Linked DNA regions of Mus musculus: region 2 is linked to region 1. The links are chromatin contacts, called in public promoter capture Hi-C maps. All regions are on one chromosome and are shown on one strand. The core of a region is the stretch at or near the end of the contact, and the rest is flanking DNA. Distances in the headings are between cores, read along the strand shown. Region 1 has its middle 8.4 kb from the start of 4930483J18Rik. Region 2 overlaps Slc25a17 (solute carrier family 25 (mitochondrial carrier, peroxisomal membrane protein), member 17).

What was found. Capture Hi-C pulls out chosen DNA fragments and counts their contacts.
Region 2: a promoter capture Hi-C map of adipose tissue shows a contact between it and region 1. The contact joins two enhancer-like sites. A contact is called at or near these places in 1 of 39 promoter capture datasets (the SN4741 cell line), 2 of 15 datasets of contacts at CTCF or cohesin (CD8 T cells and the NIH/3T3 cell line), 2 of 484 Hi-C or Micro-C datasets (the AML12 cell line and germline stem cells), 3 of 115 datasets of contacts at active chromatin or transcription factors (T-cell acute lymphoblastic leukemia, embryonic stem cells and pancreatic cancer cells) and 4 of 9 other capture datasets (adipose tissue, embryonic stem cells, liver and 1 more).

What each region holds. Positions count from the first base shown.
Region 1 is chr15:81,196,903-81,201,606 of GRCm38.p6, reverse strand. No RefSeq gene overlaps it. Among named protein-coding and RNA genes, the nearest start is that of 4930483J18Rik, 8.4 kb to the right of the region's middle. Within about 2 kb of position 1,911, at least 79 of the 459 cell types and tissues checked have an H3K27ac peak or open chromatin away from gene starts, as enhancers often do. A contact at or near this core is called in adipose tissue, where this site is marked.
Region 2 is chr15:81,322,606-81,327,309 of GRCm38.p6, reverse strand. It overlaps Slc25a17 (solute carrier family 25 (mitochondrial carrier, peroxisomal membrane protein), member 17), which reads left to right. Exons shown (of 9, transcript NM_011399.3): 6 at 1-93; 7 at 174-269; 8 at 3,618-3,700. Among named protein-coding and RNA genes, the nearest start is that of Slc25a17, 36 kb to the left of the region's middle. Within about 2 kb of position 1,954, at least 15 of the 459 cell types and tissues checked have an H3K27ac peak or open chromatin away from gene starts, as enhancers often do. A contact at or near this core is called in adipose tissue, where this site is marked.

The sequences.
Region 1 (4,704 bases), core at 662-3,161:
TTTCTTTTTTTTATAGTTGTGGCCATCCTTGATGTTGTTTGTTTGTTAAGACAGAATTTCTTGGGGCTAAGAGCACTGGCTGCTCTTCCAGAGGTCCTGAGTTCAATTCCTAGCAACCACGTGGTGGCTCACAACCATCTGTAATGGGATCTGATGCCCTCTTCTGGTGTGTCTGAAGACAGCTACAGTGTTCTCATATAAATAAAATAAATAAATGAATAAATCTTTAAAAAAAACCAAAAACCAAAAATAGTATTTTGTGTCGTGGATGTTTGCATTAATTTTGGCTTGCTGAAGTGTTGCAGTGAAATCTTATGAGTTTTGATGACTGCGCTGTTTCAGCGTGTGCTTTAACTGTGGCCCTGAGTCTCCCTGCCTTGCACTACTGCAGCTTGGGCAGATTTCATTTAAGAGAAGAAAACCAACCAACCATCCACAACTGTGGCTGTATAGATGGCTCAAGGAGTAAGAGGACTTGCTGAGGGTGGACCAGGGTTTGAATCCCCAGCGTCTGGGTTTTAAAACAAATCTGGATGTGACCAATTGTGCTTGTGACGCCTATATGCTATGTAGGGGAGCAGAGACAGGTGGATTGCTGCAACTTGCAGTCCATCATCAGCCTAGCTCCAGTGAGATGGGATAAAGTGGAGGGTGATAGAGCAGGACACAGGGGTCCTCCTCTGATCTACACATGCACACTCACACACACACACTCTTACACTCACACACACACACTCACACATACACTCTCACACACATATACTCACACATACACTCTCATACACTCACACAGTCACACACACTCACACATACACACACAGACACACAGTCACACACACTCTCACACATATACCCTCACACACATATACTCACACATACACTCTCATACACTCACAGTCACACACTCACAATACACTCTCACACTCAGAAATACACATAAATACTCACACATACACTCTCACACATACACCCACACACACTCACACATACACTCTCACACACATATACTTACAGATACACTCTCATAAACATTCACACACACTCATACATTTACACACTCATACATTTATACACATACACACACACACTCACACCGACATACACACACACTCACACAGAAATGCACTCATAAATACACTCATACACACTCACACAAACACACTCTCACACACACTGACATTCACTCACCCACACACACTCTCACACACACATATACACACATACTCTCTCTCTCTCTCTCTCACACACACACACACACACACACACACACACACACACACTTTCTCTCATACATACACACACTCACACATACATACACTCATACACAAAATCCTGTTAATGTTCAGTTTAGTTTATTTATTTTTCAACAGTGTTCCCTTATTTAACTGGCTGGAAGTCATGCTATAAATCAGTTTGCCTTGAACTACTGCAACCCTCCTGCTTAAGTCTCCAAGTGCTGCGATTTCATGCCTGAGCCGAAACATGCAACTTTCATGTTTGTCTTTACTTTAGCTTTTCTTGGCTGTTGTTTCTACCTCTTTTGAAAGGACTAAAATGTTAATAATTTTAAAAAGATGTGGGCCCATGTGGTGGTGGTGGTGACACACAACTTTAGTCCCGGCACTTAGGAGGCAGAGTTAGGCATCTCTCTCTCTGTGAGTTCAAGGCCAGCCTGGTCTGCAAAGTGAGTTTCAGGACACCCAACCAAGGTTACACAGAGAAACCCTGTCTTGAAAAACAAAACAAACCAAGCAAAAAAAAAAAAAACCCAAACCCACAAAATTCTAAAAAGATGTTGTGATCATAACCACCAGGGGGCGCCAAAGAACATCTTTTAAAGTAGATCTCTGTAGATCTCTGTAGTTAAGCGTTCCTCCAGCAAAGACTCTTCCAGTTTGGATTCCTTCACTCTTCAGACGAAAACTCATCCATTTTGTGACTCTCTGGAGGCTTGGCTCAAAATACACAGATCAATGTAAGAATATGTTTTAGGACAGAAGGCTTATCTAGCTTGCATGATCTCTACCCTGGTTGAGCAAGCAAAACGGAAACAGAAACAAAAATATCAGCATAGAAAACAAAAACAAAACCACCCTACATCTGTGTTCTTTCCTGAAGTCCCCAAAGAGAGCCAAGCAAGGGACTGGTGGCAGAGTTCTGATTCCTAGAACCAGGGTTAAAAAACACTGTGTGCCCTTGGGAGATGGAGATACTGCTTGTGATGATAAAATAGACTCCAACATTTGTGCGTTTGCCTGGCTCATGTAATTCAAGTGTGCAAAGTATCTTGTAGATGATACTTTGAAATTTGTCCTGTCTTGGATCTTTATTTTGTCCCTGCAAACTGGGACACTTGGTCACCTTACTTGTTTGACCCTCTGCGTTTTCTTATCTGTGAGATGGAGGTAAGACTGAAAAATGGCGTTGGGGACACAGAGAGACTCATGGGTGCTGAGTAAGATATAGATCCCAGGCTAGGCATGGTAGCACATACCTTTAACTCTAGCATTCAGGAGGCAGAGGCAGGTGGGTCTCTATGAGTTCAAGTCAGCCTGGTCTATATAGTGAGCTCTAGGACAGCCAAGGCTACACAGAGAAACTCTGTTTTGAAAATGAAAGTAAAATAAAATAATAAAAAGTGTTTGAAACCTACGGTATTTCTTGATAACAACAGGAGTCTAGTTGTGTGTTTTTGTTTGTTTGCTGTTTTGTCATTGTTGTTTTGAAATTTCTGTGTAACCCTGGCTGTCCTGGAACTTACATTGTAGACCAGGCTGTTCTCGAACTCAGAGATCTGCCTCCTGAGTGCTCGGATTAAAGTGTGCACCACCATTCCTGACTCCAAAAACATTATAAATAGAGCCTTGTTGTGTTGTTATTGTTCATTTAGTTAAAGGATTTTTTTAAATTATGTGTAAATGTGTATGTGCACTTGGGTGCAACGCCTGTGGAGTCCAGAAGAGGGCGTCAGGAGGTTGTGGGCTGCCTGACAGTGTGGCTGAGGCCCTAACTCAGCTCTGCAAAAGCTGTGTGTTCTCCAGCCCCTGTTGTTTGTTTTGAGACAGGGTCTCATTATATAGTCCTGGCTGGCCTAAAATTCACCATGCAGACCAGGCTGCTCTCAAACTTGCAGCAATCCTCCAGCCTCAGCCTCCCGAGTGCTGGGATTAAAGGCCTGTGCCACCACGCCCAGCTGTTTTTGTTGTTTGAAACATGATCTCCTGTAGCCCAATCTAATAATTAGCTGAGGATAGCCTCAAGCTCCTGATCCTCTCGTGTCACCTCACACAGGCCACACAGCAGGCAAAAACTCTTTTTAATTGACACACTATAATTGTATATATTTATGGTTTACAGTGTGATATGCCATCTCAGATATACAATGTGCAATGCTTAAATCCAGCCAACTGGGTTATGTATTCATCTGTCTGTCTATCCATCCATCCATCCGTCGTCCATCCATCACTTTGCGTTAAGAACATTCAAAGCCCTTTCTATCCGTTACTCTGAATCATTCGATTCATTGTTGCCAGCTACAGTTTCCCTACTGTGCTATTATGGGAATACTAAAAAGTGATTGCCACTTCTCAAGGATGATTTCAGAGCAAGAGAAAGGGTTTGTAGATCATAGGGGGAAAATATGTCTTGGAATATAAATCAGTGGCAGAACTCCTACTTGCTTAGCAATGTCTGAATTTGATCCCCTACAAGTGAAAAAAAAAAAACAAAACCAAAACAATAAAAAGGCCATTAAGCTATAGCCTCGGCTCCCCAAATCCATTTCACAGTCTTTCCAATCCAGCCATCAGACTATTGCCTGGGTGTGGTGGCTGTGATAGCACCCACGATCCCAGGACTCAGGACACAGATGCAGGCTGAGTGCCGTGAGTTCAAGTCTGGCCTGGGCTTGCAGAATGATACCCTGTCTAAAAAAGCAGAAGCACAGTCAACAACAACACATTACACACACACACAAACACACACACACACACAAACACACACAGAGAGAGAGAGAGAGAGAGAGAGAGAGAGAGAGAGCGAGAGAGAGCAAAGCTTTACCAGGTAACTCTTATCTTAGTTTGGCTCCCACCCTCAGGAGCACACAACACTTCACTTTAGCACTCTTTACTTTTGACATCAGGACCTCAAACAAGCATTGGAGCTCTTATCTCTCCCAAAGCAAAGCAGATATCTCCCTCAGACCTGCCCTGTGTTTACAGAGCGCTCGGAGCTAAATGCCCCACCTCAGTGCTGTCTATCAAACAAACCTGCCAGTGGCTTTTCTGGACCTCACCAGATTCAAGCTCTCATCCGCATCACGTTCACAGCATGGCCGCTGCACGTTGTCTGTAGAGCCTGTTTGTAACGATGGCAAAATTTTTTTTTTAACGCAGGATCTCATGACGTAGCCCTGGTGGGCCTGGAACTCACTATGTAGACCAGGTTTACCTGCAACCTGGAGTGATAGATCCTCCTGCCTCTGCCTCCTGAGTGTTGGAATTAAAGGCATACATTATCTACCTTGCCCGGACTATTTTATCTTTAAATATTTCCTTTATCTCTCTCTTTGCAGCCAATAAATACTTGCCAAATTGTATGCAGGATTCTAATCTCTGGTTTTGCTAGTGTTTAGCTTTGTGATTTTGGGCAAGGAATGTATGCACCTTCACTCAGCCTCAGTTTCCTTATCTCGAGTATGGGGAT
Region 2 (4,704 bases), core at 705-3,204, 130 kb before region 1:
ACCTTCCCCTCCTTGCTGTTGGTCTTCAACCCTGCCATCCAATTCATGTTCTATGAAGGCTTAAAACGGCAGCTTCTAAAGAAACGGATGAAGGTAATCCCTAACTTTAAAATTGTCTAAAAGGAATGCCTGTTTCCTCGTTTGATTAAAATGGTCCCTCCTCTGCTTTCCAGCTCTCTTCTCTGGATGTGTTCATCATTGGCGCAATAGCCAAAGCGATTGCCACCACAGTCACCTATCCCATGCAGACGGTACAGTCAATTCTGAGGGTGAGTCCTGGGGTTCTCCTAAAGTAAGGCCAGTGACACCTAAATTACGTCCTAAAGTCGTAAAGGCAGTGATGCAGGTGGTGTGTAGCCTGTGTGGTTCTGCCCATTTTCCTCTCTGTGCGATGTTTTGCTAGCCAGGCTTTAGCCTGACTTTCTGCATGACGTGGAATGAGGGTTACATTGGAATTTCTTAGTAATATATGGTCTCAGAAAAACCATATGTGTGGAAAGATTCCTCAAGGACTCAGGACACCCCAGGGTCTCTTCTCATTCACGTTGTTTGCCTTGATGATCCTTGATAAAATCAGAGGTTAACTTTTTTTTTTAAAGATTTATTTATTTATTTGTGAGTACACCGTAGCCATCTTCAGACACCCTAGAAGAGGGAGTCAGATCTCATTACCGGTGGTTGTGAGCCACCATGTGGTTGCTGGGATTTGAACTCGGGACCTTTGGAAGAGCAGTCAGTGCTCTTAACCACTGAGCTATCTCTCCAGCCCCCAGAGGTTAGCTTCTATAGTTCATTCATGGATAGTTAACAATTAAACTGTTTCAAAGCACTTCAGATTTCCAGACATTTGGTTGTTTACACATTCAGACATTTTTAGACACTCTGAGAAGCTGGGGGTACAGTGTAGTCCCTGTCCTCATGGAGACAGCAAGTGAAAGCACCAGGTAATTATTCCAGTCTGAGTCAGCTGTTCGGGACATGAGCAGCCCTGGCTTACTGAAGAGGAGCAGTGGGGTTCCTTCTGGGCGATTGGGCTGGGTTTCCAGCTCTCCTGAGAAGCACACTGAAGTCAAGATGCAAGGGGTTGTGAAGCTTGTGCTGGCTAAGAGGGAGAGAGCCGGCAAGACTTGCTTGTCTTAGAACTGAAGGGGGCCTCTGTGGCCAGGAGTGGCTTGCCCAGCAGGAAGCTAGAATAATTACAGGAAAGGTAGCTGTAAGTGAGGAAAGCCGATGGCAAGATTTTATTCTCAGCCCAGCAGTTAGCCTCTGGGGACTTTTAAGGTGGGACGTAGCATGATTCTGAAAGGCCTGTGTGGCTCTTCTGCAGTGTATTGATCAGCTGACGGGGAGAGTCTGGATAAGAGTGTTTGCTCTGAAATATATGACCCTGAGTTTAAATCTTTAGCACCTTTGTAAAGAGTCAGGCATGGCTTCCTGTGCCTGTAACCCCAACATGGGGTTGGGGAAGTATGGGAGTAGAGGCAGGCAGATCTTGAAAGCTGGCTCGCCAGCCAGCCTAGCCAAAATGACAAGCTTCTGTGTCAGTGACCATCTTGTGGCATGAAGGCAGGGATCAAGAGAAGAAGGCGACAGAGGCCCCTACTTCACCTCCACATGCACACAGGTGCATCCTCCACTTTCACAGGCTATTTGAACCTGTTTCTAGTTGTGGTGTGGCTCAGCCCTTGGCACACACCTTTAATCCCCTGGTTGGAATACAGACTGGCCTTTGGACCTCACCTTTAATCTCAAACAATAAAGGTGAAGTTAGTTTGTAGAAGGAAGCAGCGTGTTTAAAAATACTATGTCTAATTAAGTATCAGACAAACAAGCCAGAAAAAGATTTGACAGGATGGAATATGCCCAATTCTCAAGAGATGAGAGAGGAAAGAGAAGCTGCTTAAGGGAGAGAGAAAGAACAGGAGGAAGAAAATACAGTCCAGGAATACAGTCGAGTTCGTGGAGAGCAGTGCAGTAGAGTTGAGAGGGAGAGTAGAGCAGCACAGAGAGGGAGAGGGAGGCAGCTTTACCAGGAGAGTTTTACAGACAGATTGAAGAGAGAACAAGCAAGAGAATAAGAAGGAGCCAGAAGACTAGGACAGATTGCTAGAGGTAGTTTGAGGCCAAGGAGAATTCAGAGGCCAAGAGAAAAGTCAGATTGAGTAAGTCAGCTGGAAGAGGAGTTTGAGCCAGAACAGCTGAGTTGAATTAGAACGAGCAAAAAAAGGTGAGCTTATTCAACAGCAAGTCTCCGAGGCTGAAAACATTCTAGGCCTAGATTAGATTGTACTGAGGCTAGAAGCTTCCAGACTAGGCATAGGTTAGGAAAGGAACAATTACAACAGGAAAATAAAAGTTATTTTACACCCCACCCCACCCCTCCCAGGCTAAAGAGAAAGAAAAAGAGGGCCAATCAGGTAAGAGACCATTTTAGTAATCTAGGTGAGGGCATGGTAGCCTAGGCTAGGTTAGCAGCAATGGAGATAGATAGGGTGTGGACAAATTCAGGGTCTGTGCTGGGGCTTAGTGTGTTGCTTACTTAGCATGTGCAAGGTCCTGGGTTCGATCCCCAGCACTACAAAAATACTGTTAAAAGGCTGTTCTAGAGGGGCTGGCGAGATGGCTCAGTGAGTAAGAGCACTGACTGCTCTTCTGAAGGTCCTGAGTTCAAATCCCAGCAACCACATGGTGGCTCACAACCATCTGTAATAGGATCTGATGCCCTCTTCTGGTGTGTCTGAAGACAGCTACAGTATACTTATGTATAATAATAAATAAATCCTTTTTTTAAAAAAATCTGTTCTAGAAAGAACATTTGAAAGATTTATTGCTCAAGAAAATGAAGGTGGTGTCTCAGTTAAAAACTCTACTTTCTATGAAAAGTGTTTTTGCTAATGTGCTATTTTTGGTGAAATTGGCTCTTGATGGAAAGGATTTCACTATAGTTCACATTAATGCTTTTAACATAGTCCTAATATATGATTTGAAGAGTGTTGTTTGTGGGTGCTCTGACTGATCAGTGGTTATGTTACCAAGGAGAATGTCTTAAAGACCTGGAAGTTACCCCTCCCCCCCTACACACATCTGTGTATCACCCCGGGCATGTGCTTCTGTTTTGTTTTAATCCTTGCTGATCAAGTTATTCCATAACTCTTTGTAAAGGTGAAAGTCCCCATGCTGAGGATGTAGTTTAGTGTTGAGGGAATCTATTCTTTATTGAAAAATATCTTTTATTTTGATTTGCTTAATTGAAAAAGAAGATTAATAAACTCTATGATCCTAGTTGGATACTTTTTATCAACAGGATGCTGTGTTATGAGATGTTACACCAGTGTAATTTCCTAAGTAGAGATTAAGATGAAGAGGGGCTGGAGAGATGAGTGGTTTAGAGCAGAGGACCCAAATCCACTTGTGCAGCATTCCCGTGGAGAGGTTCACCGCCTTCCATGACTCCAGCTCCTCGGGACCAAGGCACTGGCGTGCAAACGTGCATATATCCATACTCTCACACACACATATGTACATGATTAAAATAAAAATAAATCTTTTTTAAAAACAAAATTAAGGTAAAACAGTAATAAATAGTAATTATCTTTTTTTTCCTCTTTTCATCCCAGTTTGGACGTCATAGACTGAACCCAGAAAACAGGACCCTGGGAAGTCTTCGGAATGTTCTCTCTCTTCTTCACCAGCGAGTCAAGTGAGCTCTGCTCTCCCTCTCAGCAGCCTCCTTTGCGGGGGGGGGGGGGGGGGGGGGCTACCTGTGCTGTTCTTGCTTTAGCTCACGCAGCTGCAGCTTCAGACACCTCTCCTTTGTGTTCAGGTTTCTCTCAGTTTAGGAGCTTAGTGTGATTTCAGCAGTTCAGGGGATTTCAGAAAAGTTCAGCTCTTTATCCTTTGCTAGTTATAAATACAGGGCTCCATTGGGAAGGGAGCCCCAGGCTGGGAGTGGAGCTGGGTGGTGGAGCCTGTGCTTAGCCTGTGCGTGGCCCTGGGTTCAAACGCTAGGACCAAGAAAAATAAAGAAGAGGCAGGCAGATCTCAGTGAGTTTGAGGCCAGCCTGATCTACAGAGCAAGTTCTAAGCCAACCAGAGCCACATAGTAAGACTTGTCTCAAAAATTAATAAAATAAAAAACTCAACCAATATAAAGCCAGTTAAATATCAGTAAAAGTTACATATATACATAAATTTAAAAAAAATCCCTCTCGTTCCTCTCTTAAGGGGTAGTCACTGTAAAGCACTCACATTTCTAGAGAATTATACAAAACATATATTTCAGTATGTCTTCAGTGTGTGTATGTGTGTGTATTATACATCTTACTATTTTGATTTTACTTTTTAGAGGCAGAGCTTGCAGTGTAGCCCTGACTGGCCTAGTACTTGCCAAGTAGACCAGGCTAGTCTCACACTTGAGGCAGTCTTGCCTCATCTCCTTTTTATAACCTTGACATCACACCCACCCCTTCCCATTGACAATTGTAGACTTGTACTGACTTCCTGTGATGTAATCCACTGTGATTTATTCACCAGGCAGCTACTGCAGAGTGTCCAGGCCGTCTGAAGGGTCTTTATAGACATTGCTGAGTGAAGACTCTAAACTGAGCCTTGTACAATTAAGTAATCATAATTGTAAAGAAATCCCTTTATGTGGAATTACCTAGTTAAGAGAATTAGAACACATGAAATTCTGATATTTTATAA